Regions from separate parts of the Gossypium hirsutum genome. Here region 1 is linked to region 2. The links are chromatin contacts, called in public Hi-C maps. All regions are on one chromosome and are shown on one strand. The core of a region is the stretch at or near the end of the contact, and the rest is flanking DNA. Distances in the headings are between cores, read along the strand shown. Region 1 holds the start of LOC107922034 (coilin). Region 2 has its middle 13 kb from the start of LOC107922586.

What was found. A called contact is a pair of places that touch in the nucleus more often than the background predicts.
Region 1: a contact with region 2 is called in a Hi-C map of leaf, with 4 times the contacts expected there. The contact joins the promoter of LOC107922034 here to the enhancer-like site in region 2. A contact is called at or near these places in 9 of 34 Hi-C or Micro-C datasets (callus, hypocotyl, leaf and 1 more).

What each region holds. Positions count from the first base shown.
Region 1 is chrD01:52,297,399-52,302,361 of Gossypium_hirsutum_v2.1, reverse strand. LOC107922034 (coilin) reads right to left here and starts at 2,674. Exons shown (of 13, transcript XM_016851858.2): 1 at 2,173-2,674; 2 at 2,015-2,079; 3 at 1,647-1,928; 4 at 1,321-1,542; 5 at 1,065-1,134; 6 at 633-710; 7 at 1-168. The coding sequence starts at 2,361.
Region 2 is chrD01:52,041,737-52,046,808 of Gossypium_hirsutum_v2.1, reverse strand. No RefSeq gene overlaps it. Among protein-coding and RNA genes, the nearest start is that of LOC107922586, 13 kb to the right of the region's middle. Within about 2 kb of position 3,563, at least 9 of the 9 cell types and tissues checked have an H3K27ac peak or open chromatin away from gene starts, as enhancers often do. A contact at or near this core is called in hypocotyl and leaf, where this site is marked.

The DNA.
Region 1 (4,963 bases), core at 1,425-3,924, 260 kb before region 2:
TTCTTCAAGGGGCTCAAAGCGAATATGTCCTGGCCTTACTACTATTGGAACCACGTTATCCTCGACATCATTATTGCTAATTGCTTGTAGACATTCTTCGGAAAATTTGAGATTTTCTTTTGCAGGTGATTGCTGATCATCTTTTCCCAGCAGCTCTTTTGACTGCGGCTGCAAGTCGGATAAAACTTAATTATCTTCAAAGTCAATAATGTACGAGTTTCTTTTTTCTAAAGGTAAATAGGTATGGACAAACAAACCATACATATGCTTTATTAGTTAACAAAATTTATGGCTTACCAAACAGTGTAAGAAATATTGCACTCATGTCTGCATGCATTCACATACTAGAATACATAAAGCTGCAACCTTTAATGTTCACCTTACTATAATAAACAAGGAGAAATCACACTAACTCTCAATTGCATCCATGTACAATTTGCTTATAAGCATCTAAAAGTGAAAAAAAAAAAGTGTATATACTCAGTCATCTATGGTAAACAAAAGAAACACTGAATTGTCAACTTCAATAATTTATGTGTAAGCATTATTTCTTTATTGCTAGAACTGCTTATCTGAATCTTGGCCTTAAAAGGTCCAAAATAACTTAACAGTTTTTCTAAAGACTAAATTACCTTTTCCTTTACAAGTTTGGCCTGCTCCCTCAACCATCGCCTTTTAGCCTTTTTACGTCGTGCACTTCTGCTAGGGAGCTGCACAATAAGAAATTAAATAGAAGGTTTGCTTGTGCTATAATTTGAATATGGATAAAGCAATAAACCATTAAGATTGGTTGACAAACTGAAATTTATGAAAGTAAAATTCTAAATTCCACGCCAAGAACATTAACCATCAACATCAAACTATGTTAAGTGACATGGATATGTGTGCTAGCTAGTGCATGGCTCAGGTTTATTGCTCCTACTAACAATGACATTGACTCTTCATGGACACAACACAACTTCATAAACCATTTTTCCAAGATATAAGATACCATCTCGGACATCAATGAATCTTATTAGAAACTAATGATTCATTCCATTCAAAACAATAATGTCAATAATAACCTTTTTAACTTCAGTAGTTGTAATAAGTTCATCAGCACTCCCTTTACCAGTGTTTTGAAGCTGGGAGGACCTATAATACAGAAGCAAGCAAATGAAGAAAAATATAAGAGAAGCAATGACAAGGAAAATAAAAAGGGTTCATTTTGCACAAAATGTGAACCAAAACCAAATAGAGGGATTTAAAACTCCAAACAATATTTTCAAACTTTCTCTCTTACAATACGTTGTAATCACCTACATTTAAGATAAATTTTACCTCCCCAGATTGGTTTTGTCATCACCAGTTTCATCAATTTCAGGGGTGCTTGAATTCTCTGGTTCTCCCTGAATGTCAGCTGGCTTGTCCTTACCAACAACCTTGTCATTGGTGGAAACCTTTTTTTTATGAGAGCTTTTGCTTTTCTTTGGACGAACATCAATTCCATCATCTCCAGAAACCGGATATTTTTCAGCACTAGCCAATTTGCTTTTCTTCTTCCTGAAGGTAAATGTAATTAAAGATAATAAGTAATTACCAGTGCAAGTACTTAACAAACCGAGTAAAAAAAGAAGGTTTAATGAAAATTGTATGAAGTAAATTACCTAGAGCTCGGAAGTTTATCCCGTGCCTTTCTTTTCTTTGAAACCATGTTTTCAATTGGTGTGCTTTCAACTTGTGCTTGATCCTCCAATGGCGCAAGTTCTTGCTCATCTTCTTCCAGTTCGCTTTTGTATCCCCCGGTTTCCTTATCAAACTCCTCATTGGCTAGATGCTTGACGCCGGTATTAACGGGCAGTCGCTCCATTGTTTCCAATTCTTCCAAATAATTCATACCATTTCCAGCCTTAATAATCTCGGCCGATTTCCCTCCTTTCATCTTCACACTGTTTTCATAATTAAAATTTAAAAATGCAGAACAAAGCACACACATTTTACAAAAGAAAAAAGCAGACGATTTGCATATACTAACCTAACAATATCTTTATCTTTTAAAATACAAGTTGGCTCGAAAGGAGGCAAAACAAAGCCATCCATCTGCAATGAAAAATCAATGGCATAACATGGCAACAATATATATATTAGGGCATGACGGGTGCGAGAGGGAAAGAGAGAGGTAGAGAGACATACGGAGAGTATGAGGCCATTAGGGCAAGATTTTCGGAGGTCGAAAATGTGGAGAAGATCGGAGGAAAGATCGAAGATGGTTTGATGTTGGGGTTTAAGGATAAACCAGCTTCGCTTTAGGCCTTGTTTCTTCTGAGACTTGCTGAGAATGTTTGGATCCTCGAACACCAAACGGAGCCTTGCCGTCTCCATTTTCGAAGTCTGAGGAAATTTGAAGAAAACCCAAAGGTGACCTTTGCTATTTGGCCTTCGTTTCGTTTCATAAACCCTCTGCCGGGGTTTCGTGGTTTCTCTACTGTGACTGTGAGTTAGCGACCGTCGACCGTCGAGTCATGATGACTCACCAGCTGTCTGGGTCCGCTCAAAAGGCTTTGGGCCGGATGGTTGCTCCTGGATTAATTCCTTTTCATTGGGCTAAAACTCGATATTCGAACTACAGGCCACAAAGCAGCGGGTGCGATATTTCACAAATTGGTTTGATTGATTCTAGGTTGGAAAGTTACCCAATAATCGAATTTATGTGTAATGATTTATAATTATATATTTGGATAATCACTGTAATTGACTAATCCTATTTATAATTAGAATATTTAATTACACTTTTTAATTATTAAGAGAGAGAGTAAGAATTAGAGTAATCATAATTACACTTAAATCTAATTTTAAAATTATTTTTATATGAATTATAAAAATTATATTATAAGCATGAATAAGTATAAGTGGAATGATTATGGTAAAATAATTTCTTACATTATAATTTTTTTAAAAATTTTAAAGTTATGATAAAAAAGTTTATTATAAAAACAATTTACATGTTATAAAAGTGTTATAAAATATTTATTTCTAAAAAAATTATGGCTAAGAAGTATTGGCATAACTTATTTATATGTTTACGCTATATATATTATAAAAATAATATAGCTGTCGAAACCATTTTTATTTTTGGAAAAAACAAAAATTAGTTCTCGATGAAAAATTGGAAGTCGCCACCAATCTTTTATTAAGGTGTGATTGGATCACCTAAAAAAATGGCTTTGGTCTACGAGTTTTAAAAAATGGGTTCGGGAGTAAATTACGTACGAGGAAGGATTAGCACCCTCGTAACGCCCAAAATTGATACCAAATTGATTAATTAATGTCTTGAAGTCGAGAGTTTGAAAATATATAATCCTTAGCAAAAAAAAAACTTAAAAACGTTACGTATTAAGACCCTTATCATTTCAGAGAAGGAAAATGTCACACCCAATGCGTTAGGGCACGACATTCTAATTTCCCCAAAAATAAATTAGGCCAGAATACGTGCAATTAAAATTTAAAAGAATATCCATTTATTCAAGATTTAAGAAATCGCGGCCCAATACGTTAGGGCACAATTCCTTCAAAGTCCCAAACTTGGAATATTTCCTTTATTAATTTTTAGCAAAAATCTTCATTTCGAGAAATCAATGCGTCACATCCAATGCGTTAGGACACAACGTGTTGAATTCCCAATAATGATTTCTTATTTTTTTTTATTAAAGAGAAATGCTCGATTGTTAGATTTAACGAAGAAAATCGGAACCCAATACGTTAGGGCTCAATTTCCTTGAAAATCCTAAATACAAGCATTCGCTCAATTTTAAAAAGTTTGAAATCGAGTAAAAAAAATGATGTGATATTAGGTTGAATGCATGTATAAATGTCACAATAACAAATACAACAATAATTATAACAATGAGGTAATAACATGAAGTTTAAACAAACTAAATTAAGACAAAAGCAAAAATAACGAATGACATGTAAAATATCAAATAAATGAGCAAAATAAGTAAAATAAATGAAATTATGAAGAATTAGAGGCATACAAATGAATTTTCATGTAAAACTTTGATTTATAAAATTTATAATGTATTTATGAAAACATAAAATATATTAATAATGTCAACATTATCAAAATTCAAAATAAATATGTATACATGAAAAAAACATTAGTTTAAAAATATAAATGCGCATAAAAAATAAATATATATATTGAAAAATAATTGCAAAAATAAAAAATAACAATTACATTATTAAAATTAATTAGGAAAATAATAAAAAAACTAAATCAAATAGTAATTGAAAAATTTTGGGGCAAATCCGCAAATAAATGAAACCCAAAGGACTAATTTGAACACGCGAATTACATAGACGGGCTGGAAGGGAAATTTTCTCCTCTCCTCTAAAACGGCGCTGTTCGAAGAGGACTAAATTGAAATTAAAAACAAATTAAAGGTGATTTTTAAAAAAAAAACTTAATTGTAAAAGTATTAAAAGGCGGAGGGGCTAAAAACGTAATTTTCCCCTCCGCATCAAAACGCGCGGATCCTGGATCCGGATCGGGTCGATGCGCGGATCCCACCTCCTTCCAAACGATGCCGTTTTGATGGGCTTATTTAAGCCAAGTTTAAACCAAAAAAATTTCATTTCCCATTCTTTTTCAAAAAAAAAACTCTTAAGAAACTCTCCCCCCCTCTTCAGTCATCCGGCCTAAGTTCGGCGTCGGCCGGTCATCGGCCACCAGCGGCGATGCCGCCGTATGCGGTGGTCGGAGAGCCGAAAATTTTAGATCTGACCCTTCTAAAGCCTTTTAAACTCGAATCTAACCCCGAAATTGCCAAAATATTGATGGAGAGGGCCCAAATCTCGAGAAAACCTTTCGATTTTCGGCCGTCAATCCTCGGTGACGACTTCCTTGGCCATCCGCGGCGGTTAGGACTCGAATACAGGTTATTTCCTTCCTTTTGTATTTATATTATTTATATAAATGATAAAA
Region 2 (5,072 bases), core at 2,314-4,813:
AAACCGAAGTAACACAATGTATAATAGTATTTACCCAACTTTGATCAAACCCCATCTGTAACATTATCCTATTTAAGAAGTCCCACTCCACTCTATCATATGCTTTACTCATATCAAGTTCAACAGCCATGTACCTTTTTTTCCCCAATCTATTCTGTTTCAACTTGTGCAATATTTCATAGGCTAATAGCACATTATCTGAAATCAGCTGACCTGGCACAAAGGCACTTTGCGACTCATCAACACATTTTCCAATAACTTCACTCAATCGATTTGCAATAGCTTTTGCAATGATTTTATAGAGAACATTACATAGGCTAATTGGCCTGAATTGTGACATATTAGATGGAATAGGAATTTTTGGGATAAGTACTATATTTGTAGAATTAATTGAACTTACCTCTCTACTGCCGTTTAATATCTGTAAGCAAAAAGTGGTAACATTATCTCCGACTATTTGCCAACACTTCTGATAAAAGAGGGCTGGGAAACCATCTTCTCCCGGTGCCTTTGTTGGTCCCATGGAAAAAACTGCTTCCATAATTTCCTCTTTGGTATATACTGCTGTCAACTTTCGATTGTCTTCCTCATGAATACACCATTTAATCCCTTCTAATATGCGATCATACTCCCCCTTCATTCTGTTGAAAACAACTTCTTGAAGTAACACCGTGCTATACCTTCCATGTCTTGCAAGTCCCCCATCTCTCTTCCATCTTTATTTTTTAGCTTCCGAATGAGGTTCTTGCTCCTTCTCTGTAACGCTCTGCCATGAAAAAAAGATGTGTTCCTATCCCCATATCTTATCCAATCGATTTGGGCCCTTTGTTCCCAGTAGCATTCTTCTTTTTCAAGCTCGAAATTTAAATTGATTTTCGTATCAATCAGTTCCTCCAAAGTCTCATAATCTCTTTCTTTCTTAGCCAACTCCGTTAGTTTCCTTATGAGAACCTGTTTTTTTCTTCTTTCTTTCATTTTGGATTTGCTCAGCCCACCTTTGTAATCCTTTTTTCAAAAAATTCAATTTCTATACCAGCTCTCCTGATGCGTTCTCCCACAAACTCTTAACTTCATTATCAAAAGACTCTTCCAAGGACCACCAAGCTTCAAATTTAAAATTGTAGCTCCTTCTTCTTTCTTCATGCCTCCTTATGTTAATAAGAAGTGGACAATGATCTTAAAACGAGTGCGCTAAATGCTGAACTCTTACCTCTTGAAACATATTAATCCATTCCATGTTCGCAACTCCTCTATCTAATCTTTCTTGTATGTTGGTCTCCGGTAAGTTTCCTCTTTCCCAAGTAAACCAGCTGCCTTCATAGCCCACATCGTACAATTGACATTCCTTGAGTATTCTTCGAAACAATTCCATTCTCCTCTTATCTCTAGGCAGTCCTCCTTTCTTTTCGGATCCATACATAATTTCATTGAAATCACCAACAACAAACCATGGGAAATCCTTATTAGTAGCCAGGCTTTTCAGAACAGCCCATGATTCATTCCGATCCTGTATATAAGGGGATCCATAGAAACCTGTAAATCTCCACTTGCATCCTTTTTCATTATCGTCAACGAATACATCAATGTGTCTTTTAGAGAAACTGCTCAGCGTTATATCAACCTCATTCCTCCATGTTAAACACAATCCTCCTCTCGTACCTTCTGGATCAACTTCAATACCGTTCGTATAACCGCATCTTCTACGAACTCGTTCCATCTGCTGTCTTCCTAGTTTTGTCTCCATAAAGAAGACCATTTGGGGATTATGTAACTTCAGCATCTGCCGAAGTCTTTTAACCGTCTGTAGTCTCCCTGAACCACGGACGTTCCAGCTTATTATTTTCATTGTGTCCGGTCGGCTTGCCTCTTGGCAGCCGCCGATGATAAAAGGTTGAATTCCACCTTTTTCCTATTTGTTGTACTTGTATTATCCCTTTCTGCATTGCTGAAAAGATCTTCCATCTCCCCCTGTTTTGTTTTTCCTTCCTCCCCTTCTAAGGTCTCATTTTCTAAATCATGTTCCATTGCCATATTTATCTGACTCAAACCAAATTTGCTTTCTCGCCATTCTATAGACGGCACCCCTCCTTCAATACTAAACCCCAGAATTGGGTCAATAATCTTTCCCCCTCATTCATTTGAACTTTCATCCCTATGTCTTGATTCTCCAGATCGATTCTCCCCCCATCTTCCCTTCCCTTTTCCTTCTTCCTCTTCTCGTAGCCATATACTATTCATTGAAAGGGCTCTTCGAGATTGCACTCACAATGATAAATCCCAGCCCAATTCTTCTGTATCTGCCCTTGTCATCATTTTTATCTCATAGAATGAATCATTATGCCCCAATCTTCCGCAGTAGAAACAAAAAAGCGATAACCGTTCATACTTAAACTTGACATATGACCTAACCACATTGCACAAATCTTGCTTCTTCCTTTTCAGAGGCTTCCTAACATCAATCTGTACTCTTACCCTCATATAATTACGATTTTCCTTTCCTAGATTTGAAGTATCATATTCTAGGAAAACACCTAAAAAATTACCCAGTTGGATTGCTAGCTTTTTAGAGAATAATCCAATTGGGACATCATGGATTAGAACCCAGAAAGGAGTAAATATTAGCGGCACTTTTAATGGATCTTCGCCTCTCCCCAACTTATTCAATGATGGCAAGTGGTTATTAAAAGTCCATGGTAGACCTTTTAGAACCCTTTCCATATCCATATTATGATCATAATTGGAACAAATACCTTTTTTCACCAGATCTCTAATTTGGACCCCATAAACAGGGTGCCACAGATTTGCCATAGTGCTTTTCATGGTGGAAAATGAATAACACTTGCTGTTAAGAAACATCCCACAAGCTGGAACTCCCCCACTCCACTTTGATTACCCGGATCTGCCTGAATCTGCAATATTTCTTCTTCTTCCTCATTAATCGATAATTGTGCTAATTCATTCTCCATGGCTACAGGTTGATAAACATAATAACACAAACACCCCTTTTTCAGATTTCAGGAAAAAAGATCAGAAGCAAAGAAGGCAATTGGTAAAACATAACACAAACGATTAAAGAAAAACAAAAACGTGCCAGCGGCGGCAGACCTAAACGTGCTAGGGGAGTAGACTCTTTATTTATTTTTATTAAAATAATTATATTTATTCTATTTCAAATTAGAAAATTTTACACATAAGAATGTGTAAAAATTACACATTTAAAACACAATTGATGGACATAATAAAATGTGCATAAAAGCAATCAAAATAAAACTTTGGTCAAGTGGTGAATTTAAGTTTTTACTAATACAATTAACTTAGGTTCAAATTGTATCATATGTATATTTTTATTGGGCTTGTAAAATAAAAAGATAAGTATCATCGAGTAAGATAACTTATTTTAAATATGAAAGGACATCAAATTAATTTTTTATTATACATCTTTTATGGTTTTTATTATTATTTTCAATTAGATCAAAATACATATTAAATCATTGATTCTAATTTTGACTTGGGCTATTCAAATGAACCTTTTGACTTGGTCTACCGCTTAGATACCCAATATTCTGGTTTCTAGTTTTGTCTCCCGAGATTAATAGCCCAACATGTAACCCTTGTAGGTGGTTTCATATAAACAAGATGACAAATTTTAAATTTTAAATTTTAGCAACTTTAGAATTTTGGGAAATCTGGCCTTTACCGAACCTTGCCCAAATTTGAGGACTGAAACTCTGAAGAAGGATCCACACATAGGGCAACATCGAAAGTCATCTCATTACCTTTTTGTTAATTGGATAACATGACATGTAAAATCATCTATGACTCAAAATTATGTTGCCCAAGTGGATTGGACGACAGACACACTTAGTTGGTTCTTCATCCACTACCTATTTGAAAAGTCTTCAACTCATAATTTCTCTTTCAAGTTCTAAGCTTAACAATAAAATCTCAAATCTAATTTGGACAACCATGAAAGTCATTAAATAACGATATTAGGAAGAACTTCAATAGAAATTTATAATGATTTTTTTTGTATGTATCAAAATTAAACAAATACTATAAAAACAGGTTATGTCTAACATTATTTATGGAAATAGGTTAAGATGAAGATTGGAGAGGGCTTGTGGCAGTTCGCATAGTAGATATGCGGAAAGTTTTTAGAGGGGTTTTAATGATAAAGACAAAGATGTCTAGAGAATTGAGGGGTCTTTTTTTGAAGTCTTCTCTTTGATGATATAACACGCTTTATATGCTTCTTACGATGGTGTCGGTTCATGGGTTTCGAAAGTTGTGTCATTACAAATTTTTGCATGTGTATTGGGATGTAATGAATGGATGTGTGTCACTTTCTACATATTTCCTGTTATGTATTGTCTTTTATCTGTTAGAAAAGTGTTTAGAAAACATATAAGAGTTGACGTAGCAGAATTTTTTAAAAGAAATTGAAAATGATTTTTATGGCGATATCTAAAGTAATAAATTTGATAAAAATTAGTACATGTGTTTCACGGCTCAGGATGTATATCCAAATTACGAAAGGTTATAGGAAAGTGTTTAAATTTTTTGATTAACTCAAACAAAATTCAAAATTTTCAAGTTTTCAACTGAATAATCTTTTCTATTATTCTCAAACTCTTAGATGCTTAGGAAGTTGACACTAACTCAAGGAGCTTTACACAAGAAAAAATTTGAAACTTCAAAAGAGGGAGAAGTCAAAATCTCTATGTATCCTGAAATAGAAATTTTAACTTCTAGACACAAATTACAATCATTAGATATTACAATTATAATTCTCACAAAGTTAAAATTCAAACTCAATAAAATAAAATTTATTTGAGTATAAAAAAATTTACTTAAATATACTTTCAATAACCTTTTACAGAGTTTTCCCTAAGAAAATGATGCATATGAATTTTGGCTAGGTATTTCTAAAGGGATATACACAAGAGTTCAATTCCCATTCAGAGTTCTTACTTAATTTAGGGAAGTTTTAGTCCAAGTAGGACTTTACAGAGGTACAAAGTTGGCGACATACATGGGAAATTACTCTCATTACCGTGGCATGCTATGATCCA